4 separate regions of the Mus musculus genome follow, and regions 1, 2 and 4 are each linked to region 3. A link is a contact called in public Hi-C data. All regions are on one chromosome and are shown on one strand. Each heading gives the region's core, a stretch centred on a gene start, on an enhancer-like site or on the middle of the called end of the contact. The rest is flanking DNA. Distances are from core to core; before and after follow the strand shown. Region 1 has its middle 16 kb from the start of Gm30796. Region 2 has its middle 12 kb from the start of Gm30908. Region 3 overlaps Sulf2 (sulfatase 2). Region 4 overlaps 5031425F14Rik (RIKEN cDNA 5031425F14 gene).

Region 1 (2,700 bases), core at 159-2,658, 290 kb before region 3:
AGAGTCATTAAGAGAGTAAGGCAGCAGACACCATGTAACCTTTTAGAAAGGATTCCTACCTTTTTTTAAAAAAATGTACTTACTGCTGGGGAATGAACCTAGGACAAGCATTCTACGAATGCGCCTGGGATGGCAAATCTTCCACCACCCAGAATGCATTATCTAGGATGGTCAGGCAGGATGCGTGGCTGCAGGGTTTAGTGACCTCCCCTTTGCAGGGGATAGCCTCGGTTAAGGTCACCCTCATCTTTAGAAAGGCCAGTGCCACCATGTACCTGACTCCACATCCCAGCTAGACGATCCTGAGAAAGTCACCGAACAGAATGCTAATTTCAGATTGTAGAGACGTAAATGGTATTTAAAGTACAAAGAGCTTAGACTGGCACACAGTCAACCCTAAACGGTGACTCTTCGAGCATGTGTCTTAGTTAGGGCTTCACTGATGTGAAAAGACACCATGACCAAGGCAACTCTTATAAAGGCAAACATTTCATTGGGGCTGGCTCTCACTGTCAGATGTTCAGTCTATTATCATCATGGCAGGCAGCATAGCAGCGTGCAGGTGCTCATGGTGCTGAAGGAGTGGAGAGTTCTACATCTTTATCTGAAAGCAACCAGGAGGAGGTGCTCTTTTGTAGGTAGCCAGGAGGAGGTTCTCTTCTATACTGGGTGGAGCCTGAGCATAGGTGGCCTCGAGGCCCACCTATGAAGTGACACACTTGCTCCAACAGGCCATACCTCTTCCAATAAGGCCACACCTCCTAATGGGCAAACATTCAAACCACCAAGCATGTCTGTTATGTGCGTGCATGAAGTGTATGCACATGTATGCACACACATCTGTGCACATTGTGTGGAGGCCCAAGGACATCAGGAGCTCACTCTATCCTCAATCACTCCCGATCCCCTTCTTTGAGGTCCGATGGATGCTTAGTTTTAATTGCCCACTTTATACAAACTAGAGTCAACTGGGAGATGTCTCCGTGAAGGATTGTCTAGGTTATGATGGCTTGTGGCGTGTGTGTGTGTGTGTGTGTGTGAGATTGTCTTGATTTCATTAGTCCACTCAATACCTTCTTGTCAGGTGTCAACGTCATTAAGGTTCATTTGGGCTTAGAGGTTGAAGGGCTACAGCCCAGCATGTGGGAAAGGACAAGCAGATGCAGGAGGATGAGGAGCCTGGCTGGTCCTGCTGCCTGTGGGGTCAGCAAACAGATGACACTCCCCCCCCCCCCCAATGATGTGCTTTCTCACAAGCGTTGTCTCGGAATCTTCTTAGTGCTCCTTAGACACTTCAGTGCTGGGAGCTGCCTCCGGGAGCCAGGCATTGACTGGTTTCCACAGTTTCCAGGGGTGAGCGTGTGACTCAGACTTGTTCCTCTCAGGCCCCACGAGGCTGGGGATATGACCGGCTCAGGATGAGGAAGCTGCTCTTTGCAAAGGGACCTGGGGTGGTTGCCGTGGTTCCAGAGCACAGGCCCCGTGGTGAAGCCAATCTAAGCAGCTGTTCTGGGACAGACAAGAGGCCATAGCATCTGAACAAGGAAGCTTTGGTCTTCAAAACTGGGTGTGCCCAGTTCTTTTGATTTGGTGTCTTTGAAGTTGGATGTCTAAACTTATGAACAACTGTGACCTGGGCCTGATGTCCATGGTCCCTGCAGGCCCATAATTCCCCTGGGATGACACTTGTCTGCCAGGACCTCCCCAGCCTCTGATGTCTGTTTTCCTTTAGTTCATTTGTCCTGCAGTATTAAAGCTCACACGATGCTCTGTGCCCATCCAGCCCACCCAGGAGTCCCCATGATGGTGGCTCATTGCTTGGTTGGTTTGATTATTTAAAAAAAAACAAAAACAAAATCAGATTCCCTAATTGAACCCCTTAAGTGTGTTTCCTTTGAATGCATTTTGGCCACAGTTATTAAATCACAACTGTATCACCCCTTAAATTATCTTGAAAACAAATCAATAATTTATTTAACCAGAGTCAAGAAAAGAAGCAGAGAAAGGAAAAGAAAAAAAAAATCCCCCAAAGAAATCTCTCTAATGAGTTTTACTTGGAAGGAAGCCGTGGACGAACACTGGGAAGGAATTTCGCTCTAAAGCAGGGCACACAACTAGCTGGGAGAATGAAAGTGACCTACTTCAATATTGTTCATTATTGCTCTCTCTGACAACTAACTCACCTTTGTTAAATGTCAGCTGTTTTCTGAGCACGCGACAGGGCCAAACAATCTCATGACATTCCCGATAGTGAGTGACAGCACTTGGACCCCACGTGGGAATTTGTTTTATTCTGTGAACTGAACATCTGAGATCATTACAAAACCCAGTAGCTCATTCGTGTCTCCAACCTGGACCCCCGGGGGGCAAAATCGGATCTAATTCAAATATCACTCTTTAAGTGCCCTGTGCTTTAATTGAGTTTCTAGGGGTCATAGCTCATTGGTACTGAGTAGGACAGTTCCCCATGGAGTGACAGACGTGGCCTTACATTCTCTAGGACCCGAGGCTCCCGTCAGTGAATCTGCTGGCAATCAGAGCATGTCTAATTTTGAGCAGGAGGAAAATTCCCCAAGAAGGATGGAAATGTCTCCTGGGGGCGGCAAGAGCTGGACAGACACTGAAGCAGAGAGGAGATTGGGGGGGGGTGTTGCTGTGCTCCACCCCACCCTTTCCACACACTGACCTGTGAGTCACTGA
Region 2 (2,700 bases), core at 102-2,601, 360 kb before region 3:
TTTTATGGAGCACAGTATGGTGAGGTGGGAGGGGGTACCTCAGCCAGCCTATGCTGAGGCATCCCTCCCCTCCATTCCTAGGTACCAGCCATATGATAGGTCTAGTACAGAATAGAGTTCATTTGGAGGCATGGGAAGGAGAGTTGAGGGGATGGAGAGAGAGAGAGAGAGAGAGAGAGAGAGAGAGAGAGAGAGAGAGAGAGAGAGAGAGAAGAGGAGAAGAGGCTGGCCAGGCCAAGAACATGTGAGGGTCGGGGAGAGAAAGGTGTTAAGGAGGGCAAAGGGAATCAGGGTTCAGAGTCAGAGAGGCCCATCTGTCCCTTTTATAGGAAGCCAGGCCTACTGGCTGTTGCTAGGTAATTGTTGGGCGGAGCTTAGAAGGAATGCTAACAGCAGCCATGACACTTGGCATTTGAGAGACCAACTCAACACACTAGTCACTGGTCTTGGTCAGGAAGCTGACCTGTTCTTCATGGGCACTTGTGCCTGGGCATTTGCATGTGGGAAGAGAGACATTGTCACATTGAAATTACCTCGACTATTCTATTTTCCCTTATATTTCTTCTTATGTTATAGCCTGGACATCAAATTTAAAAAACAGAACCAAAAGGATCATGTGTGGGACCAGAGCGATGACTCAGAGTTTCAGTACGCTTAGCTGCTCTATCAGGGGTGGGGGCTGGAATCTGGTTCCCAGTGCCAGTGTTGGGTGGTTCACAGAGGTCTGTAACTGCATCACCAAAAGATCTGATGCCCCCTACTGGCAGACACACGCACATAAAATAATAAAGCAAATCTTAAAAAACTATATAGATTATACTATCTGTGACTTTCATTTTAAGTTTGGACTACAGTGGAAATGAATTTTGAAATTGTATCTACAATGTAGCTTCAGGACTGTTAGGGGGGAGAGCTGCTCTTCCTTAGATGTAGCTCTTTCCCCAGGGAGCCTGTGACCTCATTTGAAGGAGCTTTTGAGCGCTTGCTAAATCAAGCCAGGTTTTCATGGCAAGAGCGCCTTACTTTTCTTCTTAGTTGCACGTCCTCCTCTGCCAAGACTCCTCTTACGGCCACGGCTGGAGGCTGGTGTAATTTTTATCCTTACATCCTCGGGCTGTCGAGACATGCCTGGAATTGTCCCCATCAAGTGTGGCAACCTGGCTCCGGTTTGTTACAGATGCTGCTGAGGCTGCTGCCAAATTTAGGCCACTGTCAGTGAGCAAATAATTTGTCCCTCCATAGGAGATAGAGAGACATCAACTCGAAGGAGCAAGGCAGGAAGCTTAGTCATGCAGATGGCACAGAGCACAGAGGGCAGAGGAGAGGCCTCCTTCACAGTCTGCAGCAGCCTGGGGTCTGGAGCCTGGAGGCAGCTATGGAAACACTGGCCAGGGCAGCCTGTGCTCGGCTCAGCCACAGAGGCTCCAGACAGGAGCAAACAGCACCGGTTCCCAGGACACCGAGAAGCAAGAAGTTAGCCAGAGGCTGCCTGGTCCTCAGCACACACAATGGGGGTCATTCCCCATGGAATCTGGAAGCCTCAGCTGATGCTCAACACACTGACTGGTTCTCACAGGGGACGGTGGGGGATGGGGGACGGTGACTTAGCAGCCAGGAGAGGTCTCTTGGATACTGGGAGAGCTGTCACTGTGATTCATGGCTCCTCTGACATCACAGGGAGGATGCAAAGTCAAGGTAGCCCAGGAAATGGGACATGGAGGCAGGACAGACAGACAGACAGACAGACAGACAGGCAGGCAGGCAGGCAGACAGGCAAGCAACACACACACACACACACACACACACACACACACACACACACACACACCACAGCAAATAAGGAATTGATCAGATAGGACGCCTTTAGTTCTTGTAAGCCACAGACATAGCCCTTTCCAGAAGAAGATCCACTAAATAAGGTATTCTGAAGCCACATGGAGACTGAAGACAGTAGGCACAGACCCCAGGGTTCAAATTATGCATCATCGGTGTCTTTTCACTTTTCTTCTTATACGTGGAGAAGAAAACAACCAAATAGTCGAAGAAAGGGAGGCTCCACATCAGAACCAGTAGAGGGTCTGAGCAGGAAGCCTTGGCATGGCTGTCTGCTGGCACTGGGAGAGGCAGGCACCCCTCTATCTGTGAAACGGGAGTGATGCTGGCCTTAAAGGGCAGGCTTCTACTGAACACTCTGGGGTCAGTCCTGGAACACTGGGCCCTCCAAGAGATGACTTTTTAAAACGTCCTCTTGCACTTGGCAAGGCCTGGGTAGCCCAGTAATGCTTATCCTGCTAAACGTTTCTGGGTAGAACTTTCTAGATGCCCCTTGGTGTCCCTTGTCTGCTGTTATATTAATACAACCTCCTATTTCTCAGTGTAAAGATGTTCTCACATGCGCCATGGCTTGAAGTGTTCACAAGGCTGCGTTCTGGTCAGTAGGAAGGGAAGTGATGGTCTGAGTTCCACATTGTGTCCTTCAACATGAGTCTGTTCCCCCGTCTGTACTCTTCCTACCTTTGGGAGTGTGACTCTGTTAGTGACTCTGTGGGGGCGGTTTAGGGTCGACATTCCGGGAGGGTGGGGCCACAGGCAGGGCCTGTTCCCCAGTGTCTCAGAACTGCAGCTTTAGGTATGGGTAGAAGGGGCAAAGGGGCGTGGGACACAGCTTATGGTTGTAGACTTGGCCTCTGTGTCTCCTTT
Region 3 (2,700 bases), core at 115-2,614:
GTAGAGGCAAGAGGATCACAAGTTCCAGGCCAACCTGGAAGATAATGAGACTGTCTCAAAAAGAAAACAAAATCAGACAAGCATAGGTCTCGCCTCTCCTGGTTACAAGTGACTTCTTGTAACTCAGCCCAAGCAATGCTGGATGAACTGGAACCAGCAACTTACTGGGGATTGAAATGAGAAGTTCAAGCGTACTTGGAGTTTCAGGTGCGTTTAGATCCTTCTGCTCACCGGGGACCAAGCCCGAGTCCGCATCCGACCAAGAGGCACCATCCCAGCTTCCGTGTGTCTCGCCGTCCCCGGGTCTGTCTCTCTGTCTCTCCATCCTCGCTTCAGGCCGGGGCCCAGCCCGAGAGACATTGGCCCGGCCCGTGCATCCTCCCTGCCTACCCCGCTGTCTCTGTCTCCCTCCCTCTGTCCCAAGGCCTCCTCCAGATGTCACCGGTCTCTGTGTGACCTCATCTCTACCTTCTTCCAAGCTGGCTCTGCCTTCAGACAGCTTGCTAAGCACTTCTGTATAAAGGCCAGTGCAGCCAGCAGGGCCATTAGACAGCCCAGAAATCTCTAGCCTGGGATTGAGGTGAGCTGGGCAGGTTTCCCTCAAGGGAAACTGGACATTGGCTCTGGAGGACACAAGCAGCCGGGACTGTTAAGTTAGGGGGTGTTCAGCGTTTCCCCACACATCTGCTGCAGGATGATGAACCATGCGACCCTCACTTGCTCCGTCATCCTCATTCACTGAGCACTTGTTCTTAGAGAAGGGTAACTAGCAACAAAGTAACAAACTAGACAGAATCTTGACTGATGTGCAAAGAGCAACAAAGTAACAGAATCTTTACTGCAGCGCTGGGCGTCTAGCACAGCTGTGTGTCAATAACCAAGACAAAACACACAAACTAAAAGCTGGGCAGTGGCGGTCCACACCTGTAATCCCAGCACTTGCAGACGGAGGCAGGAAGATCTCTGCGTTCCGAGATAGCCTGGGCTACAGAGTCACTTCTAGGACCGCCTGAGCTACACAGAGAAACCCTGTCTCGGAAAATCAAAACAAGAAGAAGGAGGAGGAGGAGAGGAAAAAAAAAACTGCATATGACAGGGAAGGTGGTGAGAAAGGATCAGAAGTCAAGCAAAGAGGGAAGGGAGTTGTGGGGGTGGGGAGGTCGTGTGAAACTTTATCCATAATGATCTCATTGATAAAGGGGACACAGGATCAAGAAAGGCCAGGGAACTTATTAACAGGAATTCTAGGAAGCACATTCAAGCAGCAGTAATAGTTGGTGCAAAGGGCCAGAGGCATGCAGGCTGACAGAGTGGCAGCACTGTGACCCAGGGCACAGAAAATGGGAAGTCTGAGGCGTGCTGATGGTGATGTTCATCATGTGAGGGCTTGAGGCTGAACCAGGGAGAGGACTTGACTTTCTGGGGAGGGTGGATGTCAGGCATACATGGGTCAGAGAAGGGAAACAGTCTGACTTCCATTTCACTAGGTGGAGAAGAGGCTGACTGTACAGTGAGGCAGGTGCGGAGTCTACAGCTGTCCAGGCACAAGAGGAGCCCAGCCAGTGCTCTATTGCAGTGGTGCAGGCTCAGAGGCAAAGCTGGAAAGATGGGCAGATAGGTCACAAGTAAGACCTGTGGAGAACATCTCCAGGGACTGCAAAGCTGTGGGGGAAAGGTGATGGGGTTGCTCAGTGCCCCCAAGGGAGGAGCCACTCCACAGACAGCCATGGTGGAGTCTGAAGCTGAGGGTGAGCCTTGATTTCTGAGGTTCAGGCATGTAGTGGGGACAGTGGGACAAGGTACAGCTCCTAGGCTTTGTGCACCTTACTGGGTACACTTACTGGACACTGAGGCCTTCAGGACCCCAGCTCTGACGTCCACATCCTGCGCAAAGCAGACCCGGGAAAGGAGAACCCGGCAGCCCCATTTTCCACGTTCCATCTGGCAGATGAGGAGACTACACTCCCCTGCTGACCGGTAACCAAGGGATGGGTTGGAAACCCTCGGCTCTCACGGGGGCCAGATGGCAGGCAGCTAGGGAGATGCACCCAGATTCCAGGCAGCAGTTCAGGGCAGCTTCATCCACCGACATCCATTCTGAACATTCCAGCTGCCACTCACCAGCGAAATGAAGGCGTGTGGATGCAGGTTATCTCAGGAGTGGCCCATCCTGGGTTCAAACTGCCAAGTGCATTCCTGCGAGGGTTTTCTAGTTTTATTCGTCGACAAGGGTGTTGAGGGGCAGGTTCGTCTGAATTCTAGAAAGTGTGTCAGAATTAGGCTTGGCTGCTTGGGAAAATGAAACCTAGCATTGCTTCTTCGACACATAAAAATGTCTGGGGCCGGTGGTCCAGAATTGGAGTGGTAGTGTCAAGATGTCTCTAGCTTTCTACTCTGTCATCCCTTCTGTGTCACATCTGTCCTCGAGGCCACCTTGTGCTTCAGAACTGCCACGTACTTGGCAACAGGAAGCAAAGGTCAAAGGGCAAAAAAGGGATAAAACAGTAAATGAAGAGCAGCCCCTGAGGACCACGCCCCAGCAGTCACGTGGGATGTGGGCATTCTTACATAGTCACGTGATCTTGGGTTTGGCCAAGTCACAGAGGGTTTAGCGTCTTTGCTAGGGGTGAACGGGCTTGAAGAAAGCATACAGGGAGGCTGCTGTGCCCTCAGGTTAGTTACTGGAACCCGGATGCAGAG
Region 4 (2,700 bases), core at 24-2,523, 330 kb before region 3:
AGCAGCATCATTAACTTATGAAGAATAGCTTTCAAGTTAAAAATTGTTTTTCCAGAATAAGACATGCTAAATCCACCAGAGGGTGTTTTTTAAAGTCATTTCTAAGTCAGTGGAGATTTCAAGTGTGCTCAACGTCCCTGAGGGTAAAAACATTGCTGAGTGAAGCTTTCAGAAGAGAGAGAAAAACCAGGGCCTCAGAATGACCCCTGTCACCTGCCAATACTTTGAAATAAACCAGCCTGCCGTTTGACCTCCAGTGCGAATGTCCCATGGTTGAGGTGGGTAAGGATAGACTGACTCACAACCCAGACAGCCAGTCCAGCCTCCCGGGGGACTTCCTGTTCCTGCAGCCTCAGATGCAGGAGGGTTTGAGTGAAACCAGAGCCGGCGCCTGAGAACGAGAGGATGACCAAGCCAAATAAAAAGAGGGAGCCATTTTCATCTCTCTTTCATGCACGCCGATGGATCAGAAAATTGAGAGAGAATTAAAAGTAATTAAAAAGCTCTTCCAAATGGTGCAGGAAGCAGAGGAGGCTGCAGCCCCTAAGGGCAGGGAGCAATCTATGATGGGAGAGGAAGCAGCCCTGGGAAGAGCAAGAGCATGCCTGCGTGTTTATGTGTGTGTGTGTGTGTGTGTGTGTGTGTGTGTGTGTGTGTGTATGTGTGTGCATGCATGTGCAAGTGTATGTGTGTGTACATGTGCATGCGAATGTATTTGTGTGTGTATGTGCACATGTGTGTGTATGTGTGTGCATGCATGCATGCCTGTGTGTGCACAAGTGTGCATGTGTGTGTGAAAGTGTATGTGTGTGTATGTGTGTGCATGCATACGAGTGTATATGTGTGTACGTGTGTGTGTACGTGTGTGTGTGTGTGTGTGTGTGTGTGTGTGTGTGTATGTGTCTCAGAACTTGCCCTGTGTGAGTCCCCTTTTCTTTTCCAATCACACGGCAGAAGCAGGCTCGGCCAGCACTCATCCACATCCTAACCAGCTGTGTGTGAGGAGCCTGGAGGCTGGGTCTCACCACAGGCAGGTTCCACCGTGCTTTCCCTGCCAGGATCATGGACTGAAACAAAACCAGCATGAAAGGGAGCAGAGAGAGGGGCCATCAGGAGCTACTTTGAGCCGACCACCACGGACTGTGCTGTTAGTGAATGGCTTTAGACAGGCTCCCACGAAAGGGGCATGTGTCGTCTTCCCTTAATTCTGTGTGGCCCATGTCACCTTCCAGCTTGTCTCAAGAAGCTCACGGAACCCGACTAGCTGACTCCCCTCCTTCCTCTTTCTAGACTGTGTGTTGCAAAAGTTTGAATTTGGGGTTTCTGTCTACAACAGTAGAGGCGTTGAGCCATCGGTGGATGCCGGGCCCTTGGCTTCAGAGACTGGGTTAGAGACAGATATGTAAGACTCATATTTTGTACTTAGGTTTAAATTTTGGGATAAAAAAAAATGCCTTTCTCCTAGGGCTCCTGAAAATGGAAACAAGTACAAGAACAGAACTACCCTGAGAGGGGAGAAACCACTGACAACCAAAATGGTGGGAGGGAGAGATGGAGGGGTTGTTTCCCTGATCCTGCCATTCGAGTGCCTGGATCCAGCCATGTCTGAAGTCGATCCCTTTAAGGGCACAAGCTATGAGCTCTTCCTATCATACTTTCTTAATTTTTATTTTGAGTCTGTCAACTGTAATCACGACCGACAGATTAAAACGGTGACTACCTCAGTAAAGGTCTGAGATGCGTTCACTGATGCCAACGTCCTGATGAGAGTCCAGAACTAGGGTCCCCACAGACAGCGTCTGCTCTGCTCGTAACAAAGCACAGTCTTATAACTGGAGCTGAAGGCCTCTTGTCTCGGTGCCTCTCACATCTGTGGACTACAGTCTGGACTATGCTGAGCTAGACCACTCTCGATGCAGAAGCTTATTAATGCCCCAATATGAACATGGAGACCCCAGAAGCCAGGCCACACCTGGAAGCTATTAGTCTCATCCTCATCCATCTTGTCCTAGAAGACAAAAAAGTAAATATTATGCATAGGGTTATTAATATAACATGCATGTGATACATATTATGTGTTAGTTATTAATATTTGGCAAAAGACACATAGAACAAAAATCTTCATTGTTTGTATCTTCAGTGTGGATATTGTTTTGTCTAGACTCTGTTGTTTGGCTTTTTTTTGAGACAAAGACTCCATTTGTAACCCAGTCTGGCCTTGATCTCCCGATCCTCCTGCTTCAGGCTCTCCGGGACTGGGCAGACAGACAGATGTGCACTGCCATGGTCAGCTGTGATCTTAACAAACAAGCAAGCAAGTAAACATGCCAATAACCCTCCGAAACATCTCTTCTCTCTTACTATGAGACACAAAGTTAAGTATAGTCCAGCTTCCCCCGCCCCCTCCTTAAAGACTGGCTTTAATCCCATGGGGTCCCTCATCTCGAGTCAGGCGAAACGAGACACTTCAAGGTTTCGGAGACCCTTGAGAACATTCCTTCAGTGTTGTTTCCAGCTGGCGAGATTTAGAGTCCACAAACACACTCTCCGTGCGCGGTCTTATTGTTTACATACTTCATAAAAGCAGCGACTTTCCTTCTGCTTCACAGTTACAGTGGCACTAAAAGTATGTTTAAAAAGAAAAACCGCTCATCTCTCCTTCCCCCAATGACCTTGAAATATAGAAATGACAGGCCTGTC

What was found. A called contact is a pair of places that touch in the nucleus more often than the background predicts.
Region 1: a Hi-C map of bone marrow-derived macrophages shows a contact between it and region 3, with 25 read pairs. The contact joins two enhancer-like sites. A contact is called at or near these places in 2 of 484 Hi-C or Micro-C datasets (bone marrow-derived macrophages and nephron progenitors), 5 of 115 datasets of contacts at active chromatin or transcription factors (cardiomyocytes, embryonic basal ganglia, embryonic stem cells and 1 more) and 1 of 9 other capture datasets (embryonic stem cells).
Region 2: a Hi-C map of bone marrow-derived macrophages shows a contact between it and region 3, with 22 read pairs. The contact joins two enhancer-like sites. A contact is called at or near these places in 1 of 15 datasets of contacts at CTCF or cohesin (CD8 T cells), 2 of 484 Hi-C or Micro-C datasets (bone marrow-derived macrophages and uterus), 3 of 115 datasets of contacts at active chromatin or transcription factors (embryonic stem cells, fibro-adipogenic progenitors and large pre-B cells) and 1 of 9 other capture datasets (embryonic stem cells).
Region 4: a Hi-C map of bone marrow-derived macrophages shows a contact between it and region 3, with 30 read pairs. The contact joins two enhancer-like sites. A contact is called at or near these places in 2 of 484 Hi-C or Micro-C datasets (3T3-L1-derived adipocytes and bone marrow-derived macrophages) and 3 of 115 datasets of contacts at active chromatin or transcription factors (embryonic fibroblasts, fibro-adipogenic progenitors and large pre-B cells).

What each region holds. Positions count from the first base shown.
Region 1 is chr2:166,419,214-166,421,913 of GRCm38.p6, reverse strand. No RefSeq gene overlaps it. Among named protein-coding and RNA genes, the nearest start is that of Gm30796, 16 kb to the right of the region's middle. Within about 2 kb of position 1,408, at least 32 of the 459 cell types and tissues checked have an H3K27ac peak or open chromatin away from gene starts, as enhancers often do. A contact at or near this core is called in bone marrow-derived macrophages, where this site is marked.
Region 2 is chr2:166,481,817-166,484,516 of GRCm38.p6, reverse strand. No RefSeq gene overlaps it. Among named protein-coding and RNA genes, the nearest start is that of Gm30908, 12 kb to the right of the region's middle. Within about 2 kb of position 1,351, at least 56 of the 459 cell types and tissues checked have an H3K27ac peak or open chromatin away from gene starts, as enhancers often do. A contact at or near this core is called in bone marrow-derived macrophages, where this site is marked.
Region 3 is chr2:166,125,960-166,128,659 of GRCm38.p6, reverse strand. All of the region lies in intron 2 of Sulf2 (sulfatase 2), which reads left to right. Among named protein-coding and RNA genes, the nearest start is that of Gm52534, 7.1 kb to the right of the region's middle. Within about 2 kb of position 1,364, at least 15 of the 459 cell types and tissues checked have an H3K27ac peak or open chromatin away from gene starts, as enhancers often do. A contact at or near this core is called in bone marrow-derived macrophages, where this site is marked.
Region 4 is chr2:166,457,729-166,460,428 of GRCm38.p6, reverse strand. It overlaps 5031425F14Rik (RIKEN cDNA 5031425F14 gene), which reads right to left. Exons shown (of 3, transcript NR_015558.3): 3 at 1,659-2,008. Among named protein-coding and RNA genes, the nearest start is that of 5031425F14Rik, 12 kb to the right of the region's middle. Within about 2 kb of position 1,273, at least 57 of the 459 cell types and tissues checked have an H3K27ac peak or open chromatin away from gene starts, as enhancers often do. A contact at or near this core is called in bone marrow-derived macrophages, where this site is marked.